Linked DNA regions of Oryctolagus cuniculus: region 2 is linked to region 1. A link is a contact called in public Hi-C data. All regions are on one chromosome and are shown on one strand. The core of a region is the stretch at or near the end of the contact, and the rest is flanking DNA. Distances in the headings are between cores, read along the strand shown.

Region 1 (6,603 bases), core at 2,529-5,028:
CTGGAAGAGGGGCAACCGGGACAGAATCCGGCGCCCCGACCGGGACTAGAACCCGGTGTGCCGGCGCCGCTAGGCGGAGGATTAGCCTAGTGAGGCGCGGCGCCGGCGCCATTGCTCTTTTTTTTAAAGACTTATTTATTTATTTATTTGAAAGGCAGAGTTACAGAGAAGCAGAGGCAGAGAGGAAGAGGGAGATCTTCCATCTGCTGGTTCACTCCCCAAATGGCTGTAACAGCTGGAGATGGGCCAAACTGAAGTCAAGAGCCAGGAGCTTCTTCTGGGTCTCCCACATGGGTGCAGGGGCCCAAGGACTTGGACAATCTTCTGCTGCTTCCCCAGGCACATAAGCAGGGAGCTGGATTGGAAGTAGAGCAGCCGGGACACAAGCCCATATGGGATGCTGGCACTGCAAGCAGCAACTTTACCAACTACACCACAGCACTGGCCTCTATATATATGTTTGACAAATGTTTGTCAAAAACACGGAAATAGTCAATTTTGTTCCAGATTGGGTTTTGCATTTATTTCCTTTTTTCCTATGCATTTCCATTAATGTTTCTTAGTATTGTTTGTGAAATAACATATTTTAATGGAAAAAACAATGAAAATGCAATTTTGCAAAAGAATGTACATTTACAAAATATCGTAAGTTCAAGAGGGAGCAGGCGTTTAGCCTACCAGATAAGATATCAGTTAAACCACCTGTATCCCACATGGTAATGCCTGGATTCAATACCCAGCTCTGGCTTTTTACTTCAGTTTCCTGCTAATGAAAACCCTGGGAGATAGCTGTTATATCTCAAGTAACTAGGTACCTGCCCCTGATATAGGAGATCTGGATTGAATTCCCAGCTCCTAGCTTGAGCCTGGCACAATTCCAGCCATTTCAAGCATTTGAGAAATTAACCAAGATATGGATGTGCTCTCTTGTCAAGTAAATAAATTTCTAAAAAAATATTTTAAAATACCAAGAAGGGCTGGTGCTGTGACACAGTGGATTAAGTTGCCCTAAGGGTAGAGCTAAAAACTTGCCATGGGACTCCAAATCCCATTAAGCTGGGTGGTACTAATGTCATCTTACTAGTTAAAGTGATCATTTTAAGTGTATAACTGGCCATGTAGATAGCAATAGGTGTCAAAGGGATCACATAAATAAGATCAAGTATCTGCTAATAACAATAGATAGAATTAAAAAGGAGAATGATCCAACATGGGAAGCAGGCCAACAGCACACTCATAGAATGACAAATGCCCTAAACAGCACTCTGACCTCAGAATCAGTCCTTAAGGCATTCATATCTGGCTAAAAAGCCCATGAGAGCATTTCAGGCATGGAAAGCCAAGACTGTGTGGCAAACAAATGACCTACATGAAGGATCTCTATGAGTGAGATCCCAGTGGAAAGAGGGGCCCATCAAAGAAGGAGGTACTTTCCTCTGAAAAGAGGAGAGAACTTCCACCTTGCTTATGGCCCTGTCTAAATACTGACGGAGTTTGTGGACTCAAAAGGTTCCCAAAGCCTTGACAGCTCATGACAAGAACCTTGGGTGATCACTGATGTCATAAATAAGAATGTCAACTGTTAAATCAACAACAGGAGTCACTGTGCACTTACTTCCCATGTAGGACGACCTCTGTCCTTAATGAGTTGTACTAAGAGAATTAATGGTAAAATTTATCTTCAAACAGTAGCAACATAAGATGGCCCAAGTCCTTGGGCCCCTACACCCATGAGGGAGACCCAGACGGAGTTCCAGTTTCCTGGTTTCAGCCTGGCCCAGCACCAGGCCATCTGCAGCCATCTGGGGAGTGAACCACCATATGGACGATCTCTATAGAATTCTGTTTTTCAAATAAAATAAAATAAAATGCCAAGAGTTCTATTGATTTAATCCAATGAGTTATAAGCTCCTCTGGGACAAAGATAAACATTTTATACCCTAAAACAGCACATGGCACACTTCAACAAACATGTACTTTGTTGGAGAAAAACACACTTTCATTTCTCTTGTTGGAAATATATAATCTTCTGTTAAGCTTACCAGTAGACATAATGAGACATTTTCTTGACTCTTAACCAAGAAATGGATAGGAGGAAAAACAAAATGGCAGTAGGTGGTATGATACAGTGAACTAAGCTTCTACTTGGGACAGCCACATCCCATGTTGGAGTGCCCAGTTTGAGTCAGAGCTTCTCCACTTCTTATGCAGCTTCCTGCTAATGTGTCCAGGAGGCAGTGGATGATAACTCACGTACCTGAGTTCTTGCCAACCACTTGGGAGACCCAAATGGAGTTCCTGGTTCCTGGATTCAGGCTGGCCTAGGCCAGGCCATTGCAGCCATTTGGGGAATGAACCAGAGGATGAAAAATTTGTCACTCTACCTTTCAAATAAATAAATACAACTCCAAAAAAAAAGAAAGGAAGGAAATGGCTCAGAGGGAAGGAGAAAGGCAAGAAAGGGAGAGAAAAAAGGAAAAACTAAATAAAAGTCAAGAAGAGAAATAAGAAAGAATCAAAGAAAAAACATTAAGATAAATAACTGCTAGAGATAAAATAACTTGGTGTCATTAACACTGACAGAAGTTCATCAATCTCCACAAAGACTGCAAAAAAAAGGGCTCAGGCTGCCTGATTTCAACTTGGGGTAAAGGGAGTATGGGTACAACTAGAAGTTTTAGTAGTAAGGTCAAAGGAAGCTCATGTGTGACCACATGTATGTGGACAGGATGACTGCACACAGGGATGACAAGATGGTTCAGCAGGCTGATTGTTCAAGAGAAGAAACCGTCTTAGCTCTTCCTCATCTACCCCTCTGGATAAGCCCAAGTCCCTCACACTCTGAGCTTCAATCTCCTCTTCAATATCAGATTATTGTTCGTGCCTATTGGTAGCAAGCTCAGCTCCAGAGGCAGCTTCTCAGGTTTTTCCTGAACCTGTCTGAAGATGCCCTTGTGAAGGGCATCAACACTGTGCATCTATCTGCTCAGCATTCCCAGGGACTGTAACAGGTAATAAGAAAGACTCATTTCCTGTTGACTTTCAACACAATCATATACTTATCATAACCAAGTAACTTAAGGACCTTCTAACTCATTAGATTGAGCCAAAGAGAGACAAACAGTCCCACTCTCCACTATTTAATTATACTAAATAATAAATTACATGCTGCTGGGTTAGTTTCAAGTGGCCTGCATCAATTCTAAGAGCTCATTCAGTTTCAGGAAGCAGCTTACTTCCTCCTTCCAAGCAAGTTTCACCAAAAATAACAAAGAACAAACTTTCAGGCTGCATGTGATTTTTCAAGGCCTTCAGCTCCAAAATTTATTCTGTTAAAAGTTTTTTCCCTGTCATGATTAAAAAGGGTACTTATTGGCTTAGAATTCAGGTTATATTTCATTTAGGGTATCTTAAGCCTATTTAAGAGTTAAACTTTCATTGTATTAAAGCAAATCTTCCAAATAAGTCCAAAACACACACATCCTGTTTTGTTCTTGGTTCTGTGGGAAAAAAATACTAAGTAAAAACTATACTCTACAGACACTTATTTCCAGGAATAGCAGCTCAAAAAAAAAAAAAAATCAGGTAACCAACTCAAAGGGGAACATACTATTTCTTGACATCTGTGCGGTAGAAGCATCTTTTTTAAGAACAAACAAAAAAAAATTATTTTATTTGAAAGGCAGAGTTACAAAGATAGGGAAAGACAGAGAGAGATCTCCATCTGTTAGTTCACTCCCCAAATGGCTGCAATGGCTGAGGCTGGGCCATGAGCTTCATGTGGGCCTCCAACATGATGGGTACAGGGGCCCAAACACTTGGGCTATCTTCCACTGTTTTCTCAGGCACATTAGCAGGGAACTGGATTGGAAGTAGAACAGCAGGGACTCAAACTGGCACCCATATGGGTTGCCAGTGCTGCAGGAGGTGGCTTATTCGATACACAATGTTGGTCCCATGTAGAAAAACCTTAACCTCACTACATAAATTATTTAAATATTTAACATTCTTAATTTTTTAAGATTTATTTATTTGAAAGGTAGAGATGGGGGGGGGGAATTGGGGGTGAGAGCGGGGGCGGGGAGAGAGAGAGAGAATCATCCATCTGCTTGTTCACTCCCCAAATAGACACAATGACCCAGGCTAGGCCAGGCTCACCAGTACATGGAACTTTCTCTAGGATAGATCACATGCTAGGCCATAAAGCAAGTCTCAAAATATGCAAAAAATTAAAATCATACCATGCATCTTCTCTGAACACAATGAAATGAAACTGGAAATCAACTCAAGAATCTCTAGAACATATGCAAACATATAGAGACTGAACAAAATGCTCATTGGGTCATACGAGAAATCAAAAAACTGTTGAGGAACAGTTTCTTTTTTCATGCTCTGTTGAAATCTTTACTTAGTATAGAGTTAATCTTCTGTATATAAAGTTCATTGAAAATAGATTTTAGTAAAAAAAATAAGAATGGGAATAGGAGAGGGAGGAGGAAGAAAGATGGGAGAGTGGCTGGGAGGCCCAGGTACGATGGGAAGAATCACTATGTTCCTAAAGTTGTATTTATAAAAGACATGAAAAGTTTGTATACCTTAAATAAAAGGTTTCTAAGGGGACAAAAAAAGACACTCTAGACTTAAACAAAATGCAAATGATCATTATGGTAGGTGGCTGCTGGAAACATTAAAATTACCTTAAATTTGTAAGGCTTAAAAACTGTTGAAAGATTATAATTAAATCCAGGTATATAGTCATGACAAATTAAGACATTATAGGGCAGGCAACTGGCCTAACAGTTTAGATGCCAGTTGCGATGCCCCTGTCCTACACCAGAGTTACTGGGTTAAGTCCTGGTTCCACTCCCAATCCTAGCTTTCTGCTAATCTACAACCCAGGAGGCAGCGGTGATAGCTCAAGTAGTTGACGTCCCTCCACCCACATGGGAAAGACACGGATTGAGTTCCTGCTGCTGTCTTCTGCCCTCAGCCCAGGGCAGCTGCAAGCTTTTTGGGAGTGAAACAGTTGATGGGAGTTATCTGTCACTGTCTCTCTCTCTCTCTCTCTACCTCTCAAATATCTTTTTTTAAAAAAATATTAAGTGCGGCCGGTGCCGTGGCTCAATAGGCTAATCCTCCACCTTGCGGCGCCGGCACACCGGGTTCTAGTCCCGGTCGGGGCGCCGGATTCTGTCCCGGTTGCCCCTCTTCCAGGCCAGCTCTCTGCTGTGGCCAGGGAGTGCAGTGGAGGATGGCCCAGGTGCTTGGGCCCTGCACCCCATGGGAGACCAGGAAAAGCACCTGGATCCTGGCTCCTGCCATCGGATCAGCGCGGTGCGCCGGCTGCAGCGGCGGCCATTGGAGGGTGAACCAACGGCAAAGGAAGACCTCTCTCTCTCTGTCTCTCTCTCTCTCACTGTCCACTCTGCCTGTCAAAAAAAAAAAAATATTAAGTGCTAAAATTTATTACTTAAATGTATATTTTCATATTAAATTATTTTAAAATTTCTAAGCTCAAAACTAGTTCAAATATATTACTAAATTATTGAGAAAAGAAACAAAATCACAGCATATAATTTTCAAAATATAGTGTAGCCTTCAGATTGTAGTGTTTGGCAAAAGGCCAGGTGACATACTAAGAGCTCAAGAAATACAAATCCATGTGCTAAATCTCGGGAGGCTGGTTCGGCAGCCAGACAAAGCAATTCCACATAAATCTTTTCCAATGATCCCTTCTTTCACCACACAAGAACTCTAAGCCACAGAGGAATAATCTGTAAAACTAACTTCTAACCACAAGAAATGCTAAGGGAGTTAAGGCCATCAGAGCACAGAACAATTCCAAACAAGACACAACAAGCATGCTCCTGGCTATTCTAAGAAATCAAAAAGAGGCTGTTTTCTTCTTGAATTGTTTTGAAACAGGACAAAACATTCCCATTAGCCAACAAAAATGAAGGTGAGCATGCTTAAGACTTTGGAATGGGCAATGGGATATGGAGAGGACACACATCAAGGACCACATTCTTCAGTCCACCTAGACCAGAAAGCTTTTTCTTTTAACATTTTTTTAATAATTTTTTTCCATTCACCTCTGTTTGTCTGTATTTATTTATTTATTTGATAGGTAGAGATATAGACAGTGAGAGAGACAGAGAGAAAGGTCTTCCTGTTCACCCCCCAAATGGCCGCTATGGCCAGCGCTGCGCCAATCCGAAGCCAGGAGCCAGGTGCTTCCTCCTGGTCTCTCCATGCAGGTGCAGGGCCCAAGCACGTGGGCCATCCTCCACTGCCTTCCCAGGCCACAGCAGAGAGCTGGACTGGAAGAGGAGCAACCGGGACTAGAACCCAGCGCCCATATGGGATGCCGGTGCCACAGACAGAGGATTAACCAAGTGAGCCACCGTGCCAGCCCCTCTTTTAACATTTTATTTCAGAGTAGTTTTAAATGTACAAAACAAAAATTGTGAGGTAATTCTTCCCGGCCTTTTGGCTATGATCAGGTGTAAAAACTTTAAGGTAATATAAAAATAGTTCTCACATACTCTTTTTTTTTTTTTTTTTGACAGGCAGAGTGGACAGTGAGAAAGGTCTTCCTTCCGA
Region 2 (6,603 bases), core at 3,027-5,526, 100 kb after region 1:
TCTCTTCTGTCACTCTGCCTTTCAAATACACAAATAAATCTTTAAATAAAATCTGTTTTTAAAGAGGTCTTCCAGGGTGGGTATTTGAACCAGTGGTTAAGATGCCAGTTAGGGGGCCAGTGCTGTGGCATAGTAGGTTAACCCTCCACCTGCAGTGTCAGCATCCCATATGGGTGCTGGTTTTTGTCCCAGCTGCTCCACTTCTGATCCAGCTTCCTGCTGATGTGCCCAGGAAAGCAGCCGAAGATGGCCCAAGTGCTTGGGTCCCCGCACCCAGATGGGAGACAGAAGAAGGTCCTGGCTCCTGGTTTTGGATCGGCTCAGCTGTGGCCATTGTGGCCATTTGGGGAGTGAACTAGCAGATGGAAGACCTCTCTCTTTCTCTCTCTCTTTCTGCCTTCCACATATAAAAAAAAAAAAAAGATGCCAGTTAGAACTAAATGCCACACCCAAGTGCCTAGGTTCATACATGGCTCTTCTCCTAATCCTGCACCTCGGGAAGCCATCAGGTGATGGCTCAAGTACTTGGGTCTCTGCCACCCACACGGGAGACCCAGATAGATTTCCTGGCTCCCAGCTTCCTCCTGGCCCAGCCCTGGCTGTTGTGAGCATTTTAAGAGAGTGAACCAGTAGATGTGAGCTTTCTCTCTGTCTCTCTCTTGTTTCCTCTCAAATAAACAAACAAAAAAAAAGCATTTTTTTGAAAAGATCTTCCCTGACCATTGTACCAAAATAAGTGCACCTGGCCTCTCTCTGCTCGCTTCACCTGCCATGCTTTCATTCCTGACCTGTAATACACTCGCATCTGCTTGTTGTCTGGCCCTCCTGGCTAGAGCACAAGCTTCATTGTGGTAGAGGTTTTGCCTTGTTCACTTCTGTATCCTCAATACTAGCATATGGCAGGCATTCATTAACTATTTACTGGATGAATGAATGAATGAATGAATGAACGGCTTCTATGGAGCTGCTGTGTCCACTGTGATGGCAGAAATCAGCTGGCGGGGAAAAGAGACCTCAGTGAAACTCTCTGAACACAGCGTTCATGACACAACGTTCGCTCACTCATTCTCACACACACTGACCTGGGATGTATGCAAATGTACAACAAAGGGAAATGATAATTGTGCTTGCAGAATGAAAAGTATACAACATTAAAGACACTATGCTAATGAGTTGTTAAGGAAAAGTAGCAGATTATAAAATGGGACAGTTCCTTTTTAAAAAAATATATATTTGAGAGGTAGAGTTACAGACAGTGAGAGGGAGAGAAAGAGAAAGATCTTCCACCCATTGGTTTACTCCCTAAATGGCTGCAACAGCCGGAGCTGGGCTGATCCAAAGCCAGGAGCCAGGAGCTTCTTCTGGGTCTCCTATGTGGATGTAGGGGCCCAAGCACTTGGACCATCTTCAGCTGCTTTCCTGGGCACATCAGCAGGGAGCTGGATCAGAAGTGGGGCAGCTGGGACTTGAACCAGCACCTATATGGAATGCTGGCATCACAGGTGGCAGTTTAACCTGCCCCGCCAATTGCCGGGCCCAATGATTCTTTTTTTTTTTTTTTTTTTTTTTTTTTTTTTTTTTTTTGACAGGCAGAGTTAGACAGTGAGAAAGAGAGAGACAGAGAGAAAGGTCTTCTTTCCATTGGTTCACCCACCAAATGCCCGCTACGGCCGGTGCGCTGCACCGATCTGAAGCCAGGAGCCAGGTGCTTCTTCCTGGTCTCCCACACAGGTGCAGGGCCCAAGCACTTGGGTCATCCTCCACTGCTTTCCCAGGCCACAGCAGAGAGCTGGACTGGAAGAGGAGCAACCAGGACAGAACCGGCGCCCCAACTGGGACTAGAACCCGGGGTGCCAGCGCCACAGGCAGAGGATTAACCTCGTGGGCCGCGGCGCCGGCCATGGCCCAATGATCCTTAACATACAGTTAGCATCCTGCTATAATCATAGCAATCTCAAATGTATATACATATGGCTGATATTAAAAACAAAACTATTTAGTAGGCTGTTAGTGGAATTAAGGGTGGTTTTATAATATTTTTTTCTTCTCTATAAAAAAAAAATCTTGTAGTCTTTGTCTTTTTTTTCCATAAAAGGAACATGTTTGAAGGCCCCAGGCACATTGGCTGAGAAAAATCCGAGCGCAGTGAAGTCAGCGGTAAAGTTCCCCAGAGACTCCCGTGCACAACAGCTCCCATGGTGCAAGGGGCTGAGCAGGCCTGTGCAGAGGCCGCCCAGAGGCTGAAACCCAGTGGGGAGGGAGGCATGCTGGATTCGCATGACTAATCCCCGAAAAACCCACCAGACTGCCCTTGCTATTTAAGCCCAGGGAAATGCAGAAGTAAATCTACTTGAACCTAACTTGGCTTTAAAAGGAAACCAACTGGGCCTCTGCAGTTTTTGCGGGGTGGGGGTGGGGCTTCCGTCACAGTAAGCGGGGAGAGCCCTGCTCCTCCCTCCTGCAGGATCCAGATTCAGGGGCTTCCCACACTTGGGGTTAGCGCCAAATTCTGAATCCATAGACTCACTGAGCAGAGAGTTAGACCAGCTTCTGAAAAAATGTTTATTTATTTATTTGAAATTCAGAGTCATTGAGAACTTCCATCTGCTGGTTCACTCCTCAAATGGCCACTACAGCTGGAGCTGGGCTGGTGTGAAGCCAGGAGCCTGGAGCTTCAACCGGGCCTCCTACCTGAATGCAGGGGTCCAAGGACTTGGGCCATCCGCTGCTGTCTTCCCAGGAGCTGGATTGGAAGTGGAGCAGCTGGGACTTGAACCAGCACCCTATGGGACGCCAGCGTTGTAGGCAGTGGCTTTACCACAGTGCCAGTCCCTAGACCAGCATTTCTTAATGAACTAAAGCTAGGAGCTTTTTAGTAAACATACAAGCCACAGAGCTGTTTATTTATTTATTTGTATGTATTTGACCAAGCGAGAGAGACATCTTGTCTGCTTCTTCACTCCCCAAATGCCTACAACGGCGAGGGCTGGGCCAGGGTGAAGCCAGGAGCCCAGAACTCCACCCAGGTCCCCCATGTGTTTGGGAGGACCCAAATACTTGAGCCATCACCTGCTGCCTCCCAGGGTGTGCAGAGGAGAGGGGACTTGAAGCAGGCCCTGAGACATGGGATGCGGGAGTCCTGACGCGGGGACTTAACTGTAGCGCCAAACACCTGCGCTCTGCGGAACTTCTTGCCAAGAAAACTTCACATCAGCCTCCAATTCAGAAATCATTTTAGGGGCTCCATGCGCCCCTACAGTGCTATGCACTCCAAGTCCTCCCTGTACTCCAGATTAAGATCCTCGAGGGACCTGAATAAATAGAATGCCTTCCATACAACATGTGCCACAAGGCCGCTACTTTTCAAGCTTGTTGTTAGAATTGTGAAAAAATCCGAACCCATCAGAAGAAATGCTCCCAGAGGGGCAGTGAAGTTCAAGGAATGTGCTAAAAAGGTCCTGAGCTCCTCAGCCAGGCTGCCCTCCAAATAGCCCCGGAGGGTCCCCGTCGCGCTTGGCTACCCCGGGGACCAGGCACCAGAGGGCGCAGGACTCTGGGTTGCGACGTCCAAGAATCAGGAACCCCGGGGTGCTTTTACGTTTTATTCCCCGGTTATGCCTGGGGTTTCCAGACACGGACTGTCGGCGCGTGTCCGGGTAGTCACCAGTGTGCCGGGTGCCGGGGAGGCACTAGGGTACTGCAGGTGCGCGCCCGCGAGCCGCCCCCCAGGGACCCCAGCGTGGGTGGCCGCGCCCGCCGGGGCTCCCCGCCCAGTGCTCTGCCCGCGAGCTCCCTCTCCTGGGCACCAGCCCAAAGCGGTGCGGGCTCAGGGCCCTGACCCCCAGCGCTCCGGCCTTGCGCGCCTGAGGACTCCCGACACTCTCGGGACGCGCGCGGTGGTTGGGGCGGGAGACCGCAGAGGGAGGCGGAAGTCGCCAGCCTCCTGGGCTCACGGCCAGCCGCCTCCCCATCCCGGACGGCCCCCGCAGCGCCCTCCTCCTCGCGGTGCCCTCCACCCGTTCCCTGAGATGCAGGGAAACCTGGTTCCGACTTTGGCATTCAAGCCTGGCGCAGGCCGCGCCTCTTCAGACCAGGTGTCCGGCACCTCGTGGGAGTGTGCACATCTGTGGAACGCACCAACGATTTTGCTTTTCCTGTTTGCCCCGTATGGGCCTCAAACACACTTGCAGCCGGGCGCCGCGCAGCAGGAAGGGGAGCAGTCCGTAGGCTGCGGGGAGGGAATGGAGAGAAGCGGGCGTCCCAGAGAGCAGCTCGGGAGTGAGCGAGAAAACCAGCGCCCAGAGCCGCCCTCCGCGCGGCCAGAGACCCTCAAGGGGGAGCCCCCACATCCCCGCAGGGTAAGCGCTCGGCTCCGCTGGGTACTGGAGACGTGGGCCCCGGAGAACCGCAGAGACGGAGCCGATCCACGGCAGGCACGGAGCGACAAGTCCCCCAGAGCTCGGAGGACGCGGCCCTGCCCCCGGCTTCTCAGATCTCGCGGGCCACGGCCGCCTGCAGGGGGCGACATGTTCCTTTGGCACTGCTGGGCTGGAGCTAAGACCAGAGCCAGAAGTAGAAGCTGAGGTCAACGGAAAGGAATGAGCCTGCACAGAAAGAATGCCGATGGGACAGAGAGAGAAAGAATGTTCCCAAACACGGCAGTGAGCAAGGATTAACCATGTAAGGGATGCCCGGGAAAGTGAGTGAAAACTCACAGGAAAGACAGTGCACCCAAATACAAACAAGTGGATTAAAATGCTGGGTATTTTAAAGAAGTCACGGGAACAAGACATTAAACAAGATAAAACAGCTATGTTTATAGATGTGTGTCAGCATCCTTAAAGCTTTGAAATAACAGAAAAAACTGCAAAGGAAATCCACAGGGGATCCTCTATAGAGTACCTCGCTGGAGTCCTGGCTTCCAGTCCAGCTCCCTGCAAATGCACCTGGGGGCACAGCAGAGGATGGCTCAAGTGCTTGGTCCCTGCCACCCCTGTGGGATCCTGGATGGAGCTCCTGGCTCCCGGGTTCCTCCTGGCCTAGCCTTGACTGTTTGGGCATTGGGGTGGGAACCAATCAATGGATGATCTCTCTTTCTGTCTCTCAGTCTTTTTTTCTGTCACTCTGTCTCTTTTGCTCTGCCTTTTAAGTAAATAAATAATAAATATGTATTTTAAAATAAATGACCCTTGGTATATCTAGGTGTGGTAAGGTCCTCCTATCCCTCTGTATATAGTCTATTGAGTGTGTTTCTCTAGAGAACTCCAATTAATACAAGCTGTTTCATCTCATAGAGCAGAAATGGCTGCAATTTCTTCAGAGTACACACCCCTGTGGCCAGCGCTGTGACGTACCAGGTAAAGACGCCAGCTGCGACACCGGCATCCCATATGGGTGCCAGTTTGAGTCCCAACTGCTCTACTTCCAATCCAGCTCCCTGATAGTGTACCTGGGAAAGCAGTGGGAGGTGGCCCAAGTGCTTGGGCCCTGAACCCATGGAGGAGACCCCGAAGCAGCTCTGGGCTCCTGGCTTCAGCCTGGCACAGCTCCGACACAGCTCCACCACCTACCTGAAGAGCCACCGCCTGCTGCCTCCTAGGGTGTGCCTTAGCAGGAAGCTGGAATCCGTAGCAGAGCCAGGACTCAAGCCCAGGCACTCAGATATGGGGCACAGCATCCTAACCAGTGATTGAACTGCTAGGACAAATGCCCACCCCGGTATCTTAGTCTCTGACCTTCTTGTCTCCAGTGACCCAGTGACCTTTGCCCTTCTTCCTGCTAGAGCCACTCCTTCCCTGTTCGCCCGCTGAGCCTGGTCATCGCCTAGAAGCACTGTGCTCTCCAGCACCCCCATCCTCCAACCACAGCCCCCAGTGCTTGCCACCCTCCCTGCCTCTCCTCCCTGCCTCCTGTTTGCCTGTGCGCTTCCATCTCAACACACACTGCACGGCAGCGGGGCGGGGCTGCCCTTGTCCGGTGAGCTGGTGCCAGGACCTTCAGCTTTGTGACTTCTGGATTCTCTGTTACACCACTGAAGTCACTCTCTCCCGGTGTCACCAGACTTCCTTGTTGCTAAACCAGAGGCAACTTCCGTCTGCATTTTCTCAGTCCTCTCTTCTGAGGTGACAGTATCTTCACTCCTGAACGCCCCTCCTCCGGTGTCCTCAGACGCCGGTCACCACTCATTTTATCTTCTTGGATGCCCTTTCTCCAGCTCCCTTACTAATTTCTTCCCCCCATCACTCCTGTAAACGTTGCCACTGCTGGGCTTCTGTCCTAAGTTTACTTTCTCTCTCTCTCTCTCTCTCTCTCTTTAAAAAAAAAAAATTATTTATTTGAAAAGCAGAATTACAGAGAGATAGGAGGAGACACAGAGAAGGATCTTCCATCCGCTGGTTCACTCCCCAGATAGCCGCAGCCGTCTGGACTGAGCCAGGCCGAAGCCAGCAGCTGGGACTTGAGCCTGCACTCACAATGGAATGTGGGCATTGCAGGCAGCGGCTTAGCTGGCTGTGCCACAGTGCCGGCCCCCTAGGTTTACTGCTCTTGTCATTTTATAAATTATTCTCATACCCCAGGTTTCAACAATCACTCAAATGCCAG

What was found. A called contact is a pair of places that touch in the nucleus more often than the background predicts.
Region 2: a contact with region 1 is called in a Hi-C map of skin fibroblasts, with 5 times the contacts expected there. The contact joins two enhancer-like sites. A contact is called at or near these places in 4 of 6 Hi-C or Micro-C datasets (ear pinna, embryonic fibroblasts, skin fibroblasts and 1 more).

The regions. Positions count from the first base shown.
Region 1 is chr1:56,446,468-56,453,070 of mOryCun1.1, forward strand. The region is part of intron 3 of SWAP70 (switching B cell complex subunit SWAP70); the gene reads right to left. Among named protein-coding and RNA genes, the nearest start is that of SWAP70, 66 kb to the right of the region's middle. Within about 2 kb of position 3,779, at least 2 of the 8 cell types and tissues checked have an H3K27ac peak or open chromatin away from gene starts, as enhancers often do. A contact at or near this core is called in ear pinna, where this site is marked.
Region 2 is chr1:56,548,390-56,554,992 of mOryCun1.1, forward strand. No RefSeq gene overlaps it. Among named protein-coding and RNA genes, the nearest start is that of SWAP70, 36 kb to the left of the region's middle. Within about 2 kb of position 4,277, at least 4 of the 8 cell types and tissues checked have an H3K27ac peak or open chromatin away from gene starts, as enhancers often do. A contact at or near this core is called in ear pinna, where this site is marked.